Regions from separate parts of the Rattus norvegicus genome. Here region 2 is linked to region 1. The links are chromatin contacts, called in public Hi-C maps. All regions are on one chromosome and are shown on one strand. The core of a region is the stretch at or near the end of the contact, and the rest is flanking DNA. Distances in the headings are between cores, read along the strand shown. Region 1 holds the start of Mtmr12 (myotubularin related protein 12). Region 2 overlaps Mtmr12 (myotubularin related protein 12).

Region 1 (3,551 bases), core at 523-3,022:
TAACAGAAGACCTTACAGTTGACAGTTTATACATCATAGAAAATTGCTTCTCACTGTTTTGGAGTCTAGGGAATTCCAGAACAAGACATCAGTAGATTCCACGTTGGGAAGGGTGGCCCATTCAATGATGACACATTCTTGCTGAGTTCTCTCATGTGGGAGGGCTAGCCAGAACCCTCTGATCTCACAAGGGCATTCCTTCAAGACTTAAGAACCTCCTCTAAGCCCATTTTTTTCTTAACAGTATCACACAGGGAGGGGCTATAGGGAGGGGCTACGGGGAGGGGCAGGGACATATTTGGAGGGTGGCAAACCAGCTGGCTCTTGGTATTTAAAACCTTTCATTTGTTGGCTCCAATTCCTGGGAAGTGTACTGATCCAGAGACAGTGTCAAGTTTCCAGGATCATATTACAACCAGGCTTGAACAATGACAGATGTTAAAGATCAGGGTGATCTAGTAATACCTAATGCATGATGCCTGAAGAAAGGGACATTTGCTTGGTGAATTTCTATGAAAAGCCAGTATTTCTGTTTATGGGTTGGGTCAGATGTTGGAAACAAAAGTAACAGAATCTGTCTGGCATATCTGAGTCAGGGGTCACGTCCTGTACCTGGGAATCAACCTGGAGGAGCTTAGTTAATTGTTTGCTAGATTTTTGAGATGGTCTTATTTGTGGTCTGGGTTGATCCTGAACTTACTAAGTAGTCTGAGCTAGCCACAAATTGACAATCTTTTTGTCTGGTCTCCCAGGTGCTGAAATGGCAGATGTGCACTACCACCCCTAGTACTTTCCGTGTCACTTAAGAGACCTTCGTGAAGGAGTAGTACTTAGTTGGGAATTTTTTTTTTTTTTTAAAGGCTGTTGGTCAGACTAAGGCAGGGCAAGGTGCCTGACACTTGAAAAATTAACTGCAAATGTTTAATAGCTTTTCACAGAAGATGGAACTTTGAGTGAGTTGCATCCTGTCTTATTCTTCGACCACAATGCTCCAGAGGGAGAATTTAATTTGGTTTTGCTCATGTGAGGCAAGTGCCCCAAAGGTGGAATTCAAATGTGTTTTATTTGCAATCTTGGCTTAATTTGAGAGGTTTGTCGATAACTTGGGAGAGTAGGTAAGTCGTAAGGGTTTTTTCTTTTTACTATATCTTACCAGTTACAAACCAAGCAACAAACAAAAGTTTGAAGTTGACACAACATTTTGCGGTTACTTCAGTCTATTACTTAGTTCCTGTCCTCTCTGTCTCTTTTCATTTGTCCAAAGTCTGAACGTCGTTGGTGTGGATTTGAAGCGTCTGCGGAGGCATTCTGTTCAACGAGCTTTCGGAAGCTGAATTTCAAAGCTGCTGACAAATAAATAAAGCAAAGGGGTAGAACGACTGGCCGCAATAACTTAGCGATGGCAGAATCTTGGGGCAAACGGCGACATTCCCGCTATCCAATCGTAGGGCAGCCCGGAGAGAGAACGCTGTCTGCATTGGCTAAAGCAAATATCTCTAGAGCAACTATCTCTTTAGGTACTGCCCCGTGCCAATCAAAGGATGCCTAGGGGCGGGCTTTGCCTCAGACAGGGAACAAATCAAGCCAGGAGAGGCGTTCAGACACTCGGGCCAACAAGGGAGAGGGCGTGGCCTCTCATCCTGGAAAGAGCAAGCGGCAGTGGGCGTGTCCACGGTCCGTAGGCGGGGCGCGTGGCCTGGGCGGGGCGAACGGTGTAAGCGGCGGAGCCGGATGCGGGCGGTACTGCCGCTGCCGCGGCCCTAGGGATGGGCGGAGCCCCGGCCGCTGGTGCTGGTGGCCGCCGCCACTGCCGGAACCTGAGCCGGAGCCGCCGCCTCTGCCGCCGCGCGTCGTTGCTTCGCAAGGCGGCGGAATGCTGGGGAAAGGGGGAGTCGGCGGTGGCGGCGGCACCAAGGCGCCCAAGCCCTCCTTCGTGTCGTACGTGCGCCCTGAGGTGAGAGTGCGCCGGGCGAGCGCGGCGGCGGGTGGAACGGCCGGGACAGGGGCGCTTCCTGCCCGAGTGCCGGGCGGGGCGAAGCGGCAGGACGCTCTGGGGCCTCTGGGCTGGCCGCGGCCCGGACCCCTGCGGCAGGCCGGGCAGGTGCTAGGGCAGGGCCCTGTCGTTCACCACGGCCCCTATGGGCAGGAGCCGGAGTCCGGGAGGTCCTGCGGCCCCAGCGCCTTAGGTATCCGGGAAGGTAGCAGAAAGCTTGGGTGGTTGAAAGCCCCCCGCGGGGTTTCCCGGCAGCTCGCAGCTTGGTGTGTATGCTCTGCCCTGGACTTTCTTCGTGAGTCTTTAGAGCTCGCCTGCCGCGGGTGGTGCACTGCTTTCCGTCCGCGCTGCTGTACGGAATGTGGGTTGGCCTTGGCCTCTTTTGGTGTCTGCCCAGAGCATCCTCCTCACGCCTCTTCCCATTTCATCTCACCCCTTCCGATCTGCAATTTTAGTCAAGAAGTGCATTCTCTTGGGAAATACTTTCTGAGCTCCTACTATGTGCCAGGTACGATCCTGGAATTCTTGTGATAAGTATCAGTGAACAGAACAAAGATAGAGCTCCCTGGGAACTTATGTAAAAAGAGGAACAAACAGTCCAGGATATATATAAATTGTATAGTACTTAGAAGGTAATGGGACAAGACATCCTTTCATACTTGCAAAGGTGGTATTTCAGTCAATAGAAGACGTTAGGTCTAGGTAAGGGGTCCCTCGCAGCCCCAGAGAAGACTGCCAGTTGACAGTGTGTCTGGAACTCCGTTCGTGAGGCACAGAGAGGAGGTTGGAGAGAGAAATCAGAACTCCTAGACCATGTTGAAGACTTCTGGAACTGTCATTCTTTATCTTTTAGTAGAGTCCTTCTCATTTTCGATTTGTGAAAGTTGTGGGTTTTTCCCCCCCTTTTTCTGTTTTGCAATTTTGTTTGTTTCTCAAGTCTGGCTTCGAAGTCACAGAGCTCTGCGTGCCTCCGCCTCCCGAATGCTAGAACTAAAGGCAGTACTACCAGGCCCAACTTCTGCAAGCTGATGAGTAGTGTGCAGGTAGATGCTTTACCAAATTCACCATCTCCAGATGTCTGCCCACGGTTCACCTGTGAAGATGGAAAACAGGTGGGCCAGGGAGGCTGCTGGTGCCTACAGCCTTTTGCATATGTCTCTTGAAATCACGGCATCTAGCGGAGACTACTAAAATGGGTCCTATTTTCAGTCTTAATTCTCAAATAAAAAGCACTTCCTCTGTCAGAACTTGATACGGAGAGGCAGGGTCATCCTCCATTTTCACCAGGCTCTCCCTGTAGTCCATAGAGGTAATGGGGTCAGGTTCTCTTTATCTTTCTTTGATAGCACCCTAGTTGAATGCTAACTGACTTTAACCTTTAACCTTTAACCTTTCCTATTTAGTGAGAGTAAACTACAGGGGAAGAGTCTTCTGTAAGTATGCCAGAGTTCAAGAGTGCTCAACTCCTTCATCTGACTGTGCACTCTGTTCACAGGCCCTGCTGTTTCCTTTGAGAGGCAGTGGGGAAGGCGGTGGCTCAGCTCGCTGTGCTCACCCA
Region 2 (3,551 bases), core at 305-2,804, 41 kb after region 1:
AACAGTGCTGATTTACTAGCCAACGTGCCTATTGCCATGATGCAGGCCTTGGCTGTTGGCCACTGTCTTCACTGTGACTGATCCATTTACAGCCTGCAGGAATCAAGTGCCATCCTGCACAGGCCCCTTGCATCCCAAACTGATGGAGGACGGATGTTCCAGAGTCTGGCATGCTGTTCTCATCAGACAGCTGGGTTATACACATGTGGCAGGGCTAAGAATACTTCATTCCTTAGCCCTTGTGCCAAACCCATCTTTCAGTCTTTCACAGGGTTTGTGTTTTATGTAAATTATTTCATGGGCAGATGCCAGGATTGTGGAATAAGAATAGCCTTCTCGGGCTGGAGGGATGGCTTAGCAGTTAAGAGCACTTGTTGCTTTTCCCAAGGACCCAAGCTCAGTTCCCAGCACCCGTAGTGGGCAGCTCGCAACTGCCTGTAACTCCAGCTCCAGGGGTCTAGTACCATATCCTGGATCCCATAGGTTCCCACACATTCTGAGCATACAGAGACAGGTGCACACAAACACACGAAATACACGATGAAAAAATGAAGAACAAAGCAACCCTCTCCTTAAAATGCACAGAGACAGCATGGACCAGTGGGATGGCTTAGTAGGTAAAATTGAACCTTCACACCCAAGATTAATCTAAGTTTAATCCCCAGCACCCACGTGGTGGGAGAACTGACTCCTGCCGAGTTGTCCTTTGATCAACAAATATGTACTAAGACAGGCATGCATCCCCCCCATACAAAATACATAAACGTAATAAACATTTGAATAAAGTTCCCATTGTAATTTTGGATGAGTGACAGAAAGTGGAACAGTTAAGTTATGAATTTATTCTTTGATTAAAGAAAGACTTAAGTGTAATAAGTTGGGTTCAGAGCTCGTGCGCTCACATGAACAGTCATGCAGAGACGTTACTGCTGTGCTCGCTTTGTTCTCTTAGCTGCTGACCCCAGGAACTGTACCGTAATGTTTGACACACCCAAAGACTGGTGCTGGGAGCTGGAGCGGACCAAGGGGAGTGTGAAGTACAAAACAGTGAGTGTGAATGAAGGCTACAGAGTCTGTGACAGGTAAGCTCTTCACGTCAGCTCTCCCCACTAGTGTGTGTGTCTGTGGGCGCCCTTGGAGGCCACAAGAAGCCTCAGATCTTATATTAGGGTCTCCTAAGAAGCAAGTCTGACAGGATGGGGGTGTGTACTCACCCACACACAGAGGTGATTTATTAGGTTTCCTTCAGGGTGTGGGCTGCCTCACACCGGCAGCTGCTTAGTCCTCAAGGCAGGCTGTCTCAGCAGTCCCAGTCTGGAACTGGAGGGTGGAGGATTCTTGGATTGCTGACCTTCTGCTATGTTGAAATCTTGAAGAAGTTGGTTCTGATGGCAGAGGAATACCACAGCAACAGATAGATGATCTTGTCAGCAGAAGTGAGGACAAGAAGGCAAAAAAGCAATTTTCTTCTTCCTTGTCCTTGTGTCCAGGCTGCTGCCAGAAGGTGCCACCCACATTTAGCGTGACTTCCTACTTCAGATGTGATTAAGAACATTCCTCACAGAAGTGCCCAGAGCTTAGTTGATTTCAGATACAGTCAAGTTGACAACCACTATGAGTCATCACAGACCCCATGTGCTGGACTTGGAGGCATCTGTGAGTGGGCTATAAAGTGGGTGCTGTGAATTGAACTCTGGTCCTTTGCAAGAATAACACACCCAGCTGGGCTTAGTGACACATGCCTTTTTTTTTTTTTTTTTCTTTTTTTCTTTTTTCTTTTTTCTTTTTTTCGGAGCTGGGGACCAAACCCAGGGCCTTGCGCTTGCTGGGCAAGTGCTCTACCACTGAGCTAAATCCCCAACCCGACACATGCTTTTAATCCCAGCATTTGGGTGGATCTCTGAGTTTGAAGTGAGCCTGGTCTATATAGCAAGTTCCAGGTCAGAGTTGAGAGAAGGGGAGGCAGGGAAGCCTGGTAGGCAGAACAGCCAGGGCAAGGTTGTGTGCCCTACATCCAGGGGCCAATGGGTTGGGGAGTAGCAAGCCAGAGAAAGGGGAGGAAAGGGTGAGGAAAAGGGATGGTCGGATGCTTCCTGAAGGATTTATTCTTTTTGATTCTGAGAACAATGAAGGGGGAGTTTGAGCTGAGGCAGGGAGTGATCTGGCCTACATTTTTAAAGGGTGACTCTGCTGATCTGTTTTTAGAAACTTGAATCTTATCATTTGGGAACATAGCTTCCTAGCACTGTGCTGACAGCCTCATAAAATACTGTAGGTTTATAGCACTTTTTATATTTGAGTATCTGGTTTCTTCAGCATATCAGTTCTGATCTCAACCAACCTGAAACAGGAACAGGATGGCCCCTCCCCCAGTTGGTCTGGATCAGAAGGAGAAGCTGTAGCATCATCAGATCTGACTGTTTGGTGCCATGGCCTATTGTTTCTCTTTTTAATTCACTCCTAAATCTTGACTTCTTTGTACTTTGCTGAGAAACAAGAAGGTTTATAGCGTTGTGGGGTGTGTGCTTTACAGAGAGACCCATGAACAATGCAGACACAGCATGATGTAGCTCTGCCCTGGGCTACCCTTCCCACACTATGCGGTGCCTGAGTGGATTGCCCAGCTTCCATAACGTAGCAGCAGAGAAAAGCTCTTCACTCAGAACTCTCCTGGGGCCTCAGGTGACTGTTTTGAAGAGGGAGAGCTAATTGCTCATAGTCTCTGAAGACTGCCTGGGATCTACCAGAGCTGAGGGACAGGAGAGCACACCCTCCATCCTGTACCTGGTGTGGTGCTCAGTGCTCATGGACAGAGGCCAAAATCTCCTAGCCTGCCAGACATTCTATCTGACCTTTTTTTTTTTTTTTTTTTAAAGATTTATTTATTATATATAAGTACACTGTGGCTGTCTTCAGACACACAAGAAGAGGGCATCAGATCCCATTACAGGTGGTTGTGAGCCACCATGTGGTTGCTGGGAATTGAACTCAGGACCTCTGGAAGAGCAGTCAGTGCTCTTAACCTCTGAGCCATCTCTCCAGCCCTTGTCTGACTTTTTAAATGTTTTTGTGTCAACCTTTGTATAGGGTGAAATTAACTAGGGTGGTAACATTGTAGAATATTCAATCTTACTAGACAGGGAAGGCATACAAACCTTTCCAGGACCAGGGGCCCACTGCAGTAGTACAGTATGTGTATTAAAGAGGGAGCTGAGCACTTCTCAGGTGGAATTAGAATGGTGGCCTGTCTGGACAGTACTATTCAGTCCGTGTTTCCCACATTCAGATATCTCAGTCCTCACAGCTTGTCGGAACACAGGTGTCACTGGGCAGGTGCCGAGAGGCTAACTGTTGTACCCTCATAGCAGGGCATTCCAGAACAGCAGCTTAATCCCTCTGCTTTCCTGGATAGCTCTGAGCTTCTGATTTGGAATCACGGGGCCAAGGCTGGACTTTGGTAATTTTCTAATCCTTCCCTGTGCTTTTAATGGGCATCTTGAGTTTAAAAGCCATTGATCTATTGAAATGTTTTTACTTTAGTGACTCCCTAA

The links. A called contact is a pair of places that touch in the nucleus more often than the background predicts.
Region 2: a Hi-C map of psoas muscle shows a contact between it and region 1, with 2.0 times the contacts expected there. The contact joins the enhancer-like site here to the promoter of Mtmr12 in region 1. A contact is called at or near these places in 4 of 12 Hi-C or Micro-C datasets (liver, mammary epithelial cells and psoas muscle) and 1 of 1 datasets of contacts at active chromatin or transcription factors (oligodendrocytes).

Annotation. Positions count from the first base shown.
Region 1 is chr2:62,949,117-62,952,667 of GRCr8, forward strand. It overlaps Mtmr12 (myotubularin related protein 12), which reads left to right and starts at 1,773. Exons shown (of 16, transcript NM_001415035.1): 1 at 1,773-1,954. The coding sequence starts at 1,874.
Region 2 is chr2:62,990,502-62,994,052 of GRCr8, forward strand. It overlaps Mtmr12 (myotubularin related protein 12), which reads left to right. Exons shown (of 16, transcript NM_001415035.1): 7 at 953-1,082. It overlaps LOC134485602 (a long non-coding RNA gene), which reads left to right. Exons shown (of 2, transcript XR_010063770.1): 2 at 1-667. Among named protein-coding and RNA genes, the nearest start is that of Mtmr12, 41 kb to the left of the region's middle. Within about 2 kb of position 1,555, at least 36 of the 93 cell types and tissues checked have an H3K27ac peak or open chromatin away from gene starts, as enhancers often do.